2 separate regions of the Cricetulus griseus genome follow, and region 1 is linked to region 2. A link is a contact called in public Micro-C data. All regions are on one chromosome and are shown on one strand. Each heading gives the region's core, a stretch centred on a gene start, on an enhancer-like site or on the middle of the called end of the contact. The rest is flanking DNA. Distances are from core to core; before and after follow the strand shown.

Region 1 (4,253 bases), core at 1,124-3,623, 300 kb before region 2:
GGCAGTCATATCTTGGTGGTAACCAACAGCTCTGTAATTGGCTTAAGGTACCCCAACAAAAGGGAACCCATGCCTGGTAATGGAAATCTAGCCAACTACCCAGGGCTAGTGAGGTCATGAAACTTAGAGGAGAACCTACTACTGCTACTTTATTAGGTCAACTTGTCCTTACACCTACAGGTGAATGAAGCTGTCACCCCTCATCAAAGGAATGTCCTGTTACAACAGACAGACACCATAACAGAAAACCACAACTTGTCAATATTCAGAGAACAGAGAATCTCGAGATGCCCAGCTTCAGTTGCTACATCTACAACAAACCTCCTGCCCCCAAGGCTCAGCAAACACCAAAGAAAAATAGGTAGAAAGAGTATGGACCAGGAAATCTGTTGTGAGGTTGTGTCTCCTAGAAATGACAGGGAGCATCACCCACAAGGCCTCAGGACTTGAACAAGCACAACACCAAAAGACACGCTAACAGGGAAGGGGGAAATCTCACAGGGTCCCACCCCTAGACAACGAATGCAGGCAACTAAAGTATGCTGAGAAGAGGAGAAACAGTTTTCTCCAGGAATGAGCTTCCTGTTGGTTAGCCAGTACCAATTGGTCAGCCCTAAAACCATGTGTGAGCAACACTAAATGGACTGATTGGGTTATATTTATATATTATATATATACTTACTACACATACACACATATATACATATATAAATGTAACAATAACAAAGAAAAAGAGGCCATAATTTGAAGGCAGGGCATGGGAGGAGTTGAAGGGAGGAAAGGGGAGTGAATTTAATTAAAATGAAAAAAAGCAAAGTTTCTAAGTATGATGAATGTTGACAGCATACCTTTTGGACTACATTGTTGCATACATCTCTTAGAACAAATTCTTGAATGCTCTATAATATTTTGAAAAAGAACTCAAAATGTTATTTGTAAGATTTACTTTGTAAAACTTCGTTGAACATTTTTTTGTAGGTCGGGTGCCTAAAAGTTACATGGAGAAAGCTTCAATGGCAGTCCTCCAACCCGCTAGAGCAATTTTTATAAACATACCTTAACTTAAAACCAAGAAACCCAATGTTTTGCCAAGCAAAGCCTCATACAGAAATCTTTTAAGTCCAGCACTCACAGACTTGAAGCTCTGCCAGGTCACTTCCTGCCTATCTGACCATGGTCAATTTATATACTAAGCCAGGAGACCTTCATCCATTAAGTTAGAATAATGAGAATCCTTATGTTGGAGTTGTCCTGAGGGTTAAAAGACACAGACATTCTGTACATAGAGTATAATGTGTGATAACTGTTTACAAAACCTTCAAAAGTTAACATATATTTTGTTCAAAGATGGTAATAAGCTAGGTGTGGTGGAGCACTCAGGAGGCAGAGGCAGGCAGATCTGTGAGTTTGAGGCCAGCCTGCTCTACAAAGTGAGTTCCAGGACAGCCATGACTACACAGAGAAACCCTGTCTCAAACCAAACCAACCAAACAAAAGCAGTAATAGTAAAAATACAAAAATTAAATTCCCTTGGGCCTTAAACAGCAAATTATGTGATCTTGCCTTGATGTTTGCCTCCTGTATCCAAGTTCTTTTTCTTCGCTTACTACTCACTAATACATCTTTGGCACTAGGCTCTCTAAATGGATTTCTGCCCAAACCCTATCATAAGATAGTGTTGGGGTGAGAGCGCCTAACAAATTAATGAAAGGGCTTGCTACCTTGCTTTCTTTTCCAAGACCCTGGTCTGTTCCCTAGGAAGCCTATTAGTTCAGATACTATTTAATTTCCTTGCTTAAAGTCTGGAGACAGTGACAGCTAACATTTAGTACCTCTAATAGTGCCATACTATACTAGGTGAATTGTAAACAGTATTTTGTCTCTTTTGACAAATAAAGGCAGAGATTTGCATTCTTGTTCCCATGATGGGTAGGCAGAAGCCTGACTCTGCCATTTGCTTAAGTCATGCAGCCCATCAGTAGTAGCGTTCTTGCAAGCAAGACATCAATTATACAATTAACTTTGTTACTTTGACCAACAGAGCCTCTGGCACTGAAGAGTAAATAAATCAGCTTTTCTTCCATCTTTGTAATTTGTTTAATTTTCTTTGGAGAATGGGGAACATTGTTATCAACCACGGGAAAGGTATGGAGTTAGTAAAATCGTGTCTTCTTCCTTGTACCACTGAAGGTACAAGGAAGTTTCTTGTCTCTAAGGGCCGAATTCTGCAGTCATTCCGAAAGTAGTCCAGCTTTCGGTGTATTTTGGAGAAGCTTGTGCCACACTAGCCATTTAAGGTCAAGCAATTGGGCAACTCTTAACCACGTGCACTGCGCAGGTTTCCATCTCCGACTTTGCAGAATCTCTACATCTCTAGAGCCCTGCACCATCCCAGCTCTGTCTGCCCGACCCCAGGAAGCTACTGGATAAACCTCGTGTAAGGACCGGCTAGCTAGCTGCCCGCTCCAGTGTGCACCCTAATTCCACTCAGGCTCCATCTATTCTCTTTTCCGCACACTCAAGGATGTCGGGCACCAGTCCCGGAGCCAGGGCTAGGGTTCGGGTCAGATGAACCGGAGGGGGGGGGGGGTAGGCGATCGGCGGCGCGCACGGAGGCGCGCGGGCCGGGGCGGGGATAACGTGCAGCGTCGGGGGCGGGCGCAGGCCGCGTATCTGTGCAGCTCGCCTTTGTTCTCTGCCATTGTGAGGCACTTCCTCCTCTGGCGCTTCACTTCTGCACCCTGTGGGGAATTCGGAAGGGGCTTTTGAGGTTTACTTTTGGGTATGTGATGCTGCCCTGAGCTTGGCCTCTCCCTCGCAGCCCTCTTCCCCATGCTTGGCGTGGAGACCGAGTGTGCAAAGAGCCACTTGCCCCAGACGGATGCGCCGCCGCTCAACCGGCTGCTCCCGCAGGAGGCATCCCAACCCAGCACCGGGGATCGCATCTCCCGATCGGCCGCCGCGGCGACCCGTTTCTCGGATCCGCACGGGGTCCGGACACCAACGGCTCGGGAGAGTCCGTCAGCGAGGGTCGGAGGCCAGAGCGCAGCCGAGACCGGTTGCCCCGGCGTCCCGGGAGCCAGCGCTAGTGTCGCAGCGGCCCTCCCCGGCGCGCTCGAGCTCCCCGGCTGCTCGGCGGCCGCCTCAGCCCCCTTATATAGCCCTCTAAAAATAGCTTGCTTTGCACCGCCTTGTAAGGCAGCAGGGAGATCCTTACAGCGCCAATCGGAGGCCGCCGTCGGGGCTGGGCCCCGCCCCAGGGCTCGCTCCGAGTGCCGCATTGGTCCTCAGTGACTTCATGAGCCCCCTGTTTACCTTACATGGTCACACGCGGCCTAATGGACGCCCTCCTCCGAGATCCCACGGCTGCGCGCAGAGCCGGGAGGAGGGAGGGAGTTTGGGGAGGGGGAAGAGCAGGAGGAGGAGACAAGTGTGTGGGGGGGACTACAAACTAGCGAGGATGGGGTTGGGGTGGGGAGGGAAGGGAAGGGGTGGGGGGGAGAGAAGCGATCGCGAGAAAAAAATGCAACCTCCCAAAATAAAGAGCAAAGATTGCATTAGGAGCGAACAGCGCTGCAGATATAGATGGCAGCTTCGTGTCAGTGAGTGTGCGTCCCCCTTCCTGATCCACGAGCTGGAGTGATTAGAGCCCTGGAAGGGAATTGTTACTCCCGTGAAGTCCCCTTTTCCTGGCAGTCATCTGCACTGTACACGCTGGATCCCTCTCTCCATCCACCCCGCTCACTCGCTCCTCTCTCGCCTCCTCTCTCCCTCTCTCCTGCATTGATTTTTTTCTCTCTCTCCTTTTTTTAGTTGACTGAAACAAAACAAAACAAAAGGGCCACTGGATGTCTGCCTTCTTGGGGGGTGAGCCAGACAGACTGACAAACAAACAGACCCAGCTGAGCTCGGGGGAGGGTTTCTCCTCCGGTTTTGCCCGGCAGCAGCAGCATGGACGTGTTGGCTAGTTATAGTATATTCCAGGAGCTACAACTTGTCCACGACACCGGCTACTTCTCAGCTTTGCCATCCCTGGAGGAGACCTGGCAGCAGGTGAATGATTTAAATTACTTGTGTAAATCGTGTTGCGGCGGCGGAGACGCAGGGGCTGCGTTGGTGTGGGCTTTGAGTTGAATTTTAATTTTTTTCTTATTTTCTTAATTTATTTTTGTCTCTGTGTTGTTTAAAATGTTTTCTGAAACAATCATATGCGCTTACCTCTCCACCCATCCCTAACCCCTTGGTGTGCTGAG
Region 2 (4,243 bases), core at 1,560-4,059:
GAGACTTGCTTGGTCAAGGAATTGATAGTAAGCAAAAGCTTGGCTAAGCTTGTAACCGATGCATGGATCAATGGATGGACAGGTGATTGGATGAATTGATGAAGCTAGTTTATGGAGCTTTTAGCCTAGACAATTTCATTAATAATTCAACTGTCTACCATCTTGATGATGCCAGCAAGAAAAACTTGTCCATAGGTTTCCACAAGATAAGATCCAGTATCTTGTAAAATCCGGAAAACACACACACACACACACACACACACACACACACACACACACACACACACACACACACACACAAATTAGCTTGATCCACGGAGCCGCTCTCTGGAAGAGTTTTTTTGGATCCTTCTCAAATCATAAAGTGCTTTCCAAGTTGATCCTTCTTTAGTCACCAAAAACTTTTTGGGAAATGAAGAAGCATGATCATCACCACTGTCTTGAGGCCATTCTAATATGTACAGTTCTTGTTTCTTTCCTACACAAAGCTAGGAGACAGAAGTGTCCTTATCTAAATGCAGATTCTTTATTGCCCGGGAAACATTAAGAGCCTCCTGACACATAGCAGACCTCTGAAATGGTCATGCCAGTTTCTCTGGAATTTTAAAGGCCACCTTTCTTCAGGAAACTGGGCTGGTGACTAGATTGCAGCAGACAGATGTAAACTGAACCAGAGAAGTGTCGAAGCATTCTCCATACTCCTTTACTGTGAACTGAAGGAGAGTTTTGTTTTGTAGTGAGAGAGACTTTAGAAAAAGTCAATCTTGGATCTGGAAAGATAAGTCAGTTGGTAAAGTGCCTGCTGTGTAAGCATGAAGACTGAGTTCAGATCCCCAGCACTCCCATAAAAAGCAGGGTATAGCAGCATGGCTATAATCCCAGCCCTGGAGAGGTAGAAACAAACAGAACTTGATGCTTGCTGGCCAAAGAGTCTAGCCAGATGGAAAGCTCTGGGGTTGGCCATTGAGGATCCTGCTCAAAAACCAAAGTAGAGAACAACCAAAGAAGACATGTGATGTCAACTTCTCTTCTCTACAGGTATGTACATGTATGTGTATGAACACGCATGTCCGCACTCCCACACACACGCACTCCTAGGTGGAAGCATGGAGTTGCTACACAACTCCAGTATATTATTTCTAAAGGAAATAAATACAAGACTATTTTGGTAGGTTCTGCAAAATAATCAAGCAGTAGCTATTAGCTGTTGGCACTATTCAACATCCCAGATTGCCCTGAGGGATATGAAGAGTGGGTATGTACTTACAATAATAACTAACACCCCCTGACTTTTAGTGTCACCAGGCTCTGTGCTAAGCATCCCCTGTTCATTATCACAGGTGGCAATTTTTCAGATCTTCATAATTGCCCCACATGCCTTTCAGAGGAAAGGGTCCATCTTGCTGAGAGTTTGGGGCGAGGCATCCTGATTTGACCACAGTCACTTTTATCTGTACCTGTCACCCTGCTATAATTATTTTCGATTTTTCTGCCATTATTATTGATGATATCACCCTTCACTCCCCAACGTGTCTGAAGCTGGATGCTGCTTGTGTTCATGCTAGTTAAGAAACTTGCCCACACAGCTAGTGATGCAGCATCAGGACACAACCTTAAGTTAGTCTGACTGCAGAGGCAACAGCTTAGCCACTGAAAACCCTTGGTCTAATCTCATCCTCATTGATGCTGACTGAGTCCATTCCTCTGGGAACCGAGACTATGGGGAGATGAGCATTAAGACGGAAAAGGGGGAATTTCAGTGGATTCTAGTTGTGTGTCTGAAGGACTGGAAATACTTTAAAGGGCTGAAAAGGAGAGGTAAAGAGCCTGCCATTCATCTTTTACTTATGCATGTATCTATTTTAGGCATGTAAGTGCTTTACTTGCATGTATGCCTTCATGCCAGAAGAGGGCATCAGATCCCATTATAGATGGTTGTGAGCCACCATGTGGTTGCTGGGAATCGAACCCAAGACACCTGGGAAAGCAGCTAGTGCTCTTAACCACTGAGCCATCTCTCCAGCCTCCTGCTGTCCATCTTTTAACTCAACAGTAAAGCCATTATTTTATAAATAGTATCATTTACTAAACTGCTCTGGCATTGACTGCTCTTTAGTCCAAAGGACAACCCCAGCTGTGTAGGAGCTTTCCTCTTCCCACTTCTCTTACTGTCAGTAAACAACAACATTTGTCTTCTTTGATGCAACTGCAAGGACAGCTTCTATCTTCAAAAGATGTCAATGTGGGTAAAATGGAAACCAACAAAATCATGGATTTCTCCTTCCTTCACATCAAAATCATGGATTCACAGTCCCTTCCTTCTCTGAGGTGAGAAATCCACACATTAGCAAGTGACTGGCTTAAAAACCCTAGATGGAAATAGCAGGAGAAATACAAGTAAGTGGCTATCTGGCCATTTACTCATCATGAGTGCCGTTACCTCTCATTCTTCAGGTCATGCTCATTGCTCTTTGCTAATGCATCTGAGGAGGGATTCATCCACACTCTCCTCAGGCAGATCAAGTTGGAAAACAATTATCTTGGAAGAGCATTTGTTCTCAGAGAAGAATCAGTATTAAATTCTTTTAGCAAAACATATTGATTAAATCAGAGGAGTGCAAAAAGGCCCAGAAAAAATGAGAGTAGTGAGAGTTAGAACAAATTATTAGGAAAAACGAAAAACATAGAACAAAACAAAAACAGTAAAAGTAAACAAGTGTTAATGAGAAGGGGAAAGAGCAGGGAGAATCTAGTGACTCATAAGGGAAGAGACGGGGAAGGCATGTCCTCTTGGCCATCTGCCTGACATTACCCAGAGCCACACCTCAACTGCGGCAAGTAGATGAGACTTCCAGAGAGCAGATGCTGTGGTCTTCCTTGGCCACAGTCTCCAGGGTGGAAATGGTCAGAATGCTTTCCTTCTTACTAATTGACACCCAAGCAAAAGAATATCCTCTTTAATTCTGTGTTTAGGGAACTAGAGAGTAGGCAAGCCCCTCACTGCCTATATGTGCAGGGTCGAGAGGGCTAACATTACCTTGTTGTATGAAAACATTATCCCTTTGAAGAATAGTGTGAAGCCCTATTGTCACCTCCAGGCTCACACAATGGGCTTTAAGAATTAGTCCACTTTGCCCAAGCAGATTTTAAAAGTTATGCCAATAAAATAATGTTTCTTGCAGTTGAAAACATATTAAAAGCAAAAGCCTTAGGAAGTGGACCTCTATCTGATGGAAAAGAGCCAGATATGAGTGGCAACCACAGGCCCAAATACCTCAGAAAGGCAGCAAAAGAGCTAGGCAGACAGAAGAACACGTGATGCAGCCAGCCTTCTCTCTTCTATATTCTGTTGGAGCCATTCTTTGGCGGAGTAAGTATACTATTGCTAATACTACAGCAAATGTGGATGTTGGAATGTCTCAGTATTGCTCCTTAGTAGTTATTGTGAATGGTAACAGAGTACAGACCTCTTCCTTCATCCCCAAAGATCCCCTCACCCTCAGAAGCCAAGCAAATGCTATGCTACCTGGTAAGAGGAGTGGCCCTACAGATGTTAGGTTTCTAACCAGCTAGAAGCATTCCTGCTAAGATAAGAAATGAGGCAAACGTGAGCCCTGTCCTGTCATCACAGCTTCTCACAACATATGAGCCCTAAGACAAGAAAAAGAAATAAAAAGTACAGTGATTGGGAAAGAACAAATAAAATTATCCTTGTTCATTGATAAGCAGCTATATAGAAAATATCAAAGAAACTGCTGGGTCTGGTGGTGCAAGTCTGGAACTCTGGCTACTTGATAGGCAATGATAGGAAGAGGCAAGAGAATGGCAAGGTCAAGATCTGCCTGGGTTACAGGGTGAGTTCAAGGCCAGCCTGGGGTGCCTTAGTGAGACTCTGCCTAAAAATAAAGTGTAAATAGAGGACCAGGGATTTTGCTCACTGGTAAAGTGGTTGTGTGGCTTGCACAAAATCCCACATTCAGTCCCAAAGTAACCCATACCCCATCTCCCAAATGAGCACAAAATTAACACAGGAAAGCTAATGTCTTCCTACATGTGAACAATTAATGAATGAATAATTATGCAAAAATCTTTTAAAGTTACTTTTATCATTAATAACCCCAGAATGAAACACATGGGTATAAATTTAACAAAGAATATACATTTTTCCATTTTTAATTTTTTTATTTCATTTTACATTCCAACCACAGTTCTCCCTTCTCCCATACCCCCTCCCATTCTCCTC

Evidence for each region. Hi-C and Micro-C count contacts between places; a contact is called where the count stands out from the background.
Region 1: a Micro-C map of the CHO-K1 cell line shows a contact between it and region 2, with 2.7 times the contacts expected there. The contact joins the promoter of Klf7 here to the enhancer-like site in region 2. A contact is called at or near these places in 2 of 8 Hi-C or Micro-C datasets (the CHO-K1 cell line and fibroblasts).

What each region holds. Positions count from the first base shown.
Region 1 is chr2:418,182,132-418,186,384 of CriGri-PICRH-1.0, reverse strand. Klf7 (Krueppel-like factor 7) reads left to right here and starts at 2,373. Exons shown (of 5, transcript XM_027397088.2): 1 at 2,373-2,437; 2 at 3,814-4,053. The coding sequence starts at 3,952.
Region 2 is chr2:417,881,912-417,886,154 of CriGri-PICRH-1.0, reverse strand. No RefSeq gene overlaps it. Among named protein-coding and RNA genes, the nearest start is that of Fastkd2, 43 kb to the right of the region's middle. Within about 2 kb of position 2,809, at least 2 of the 6 cell types and tissues checked have open chromatin away from gene starts, as enhancers often do. A contact at or near this core is called in the CHO-K1 cell line and fibroblasts, where this site is marked.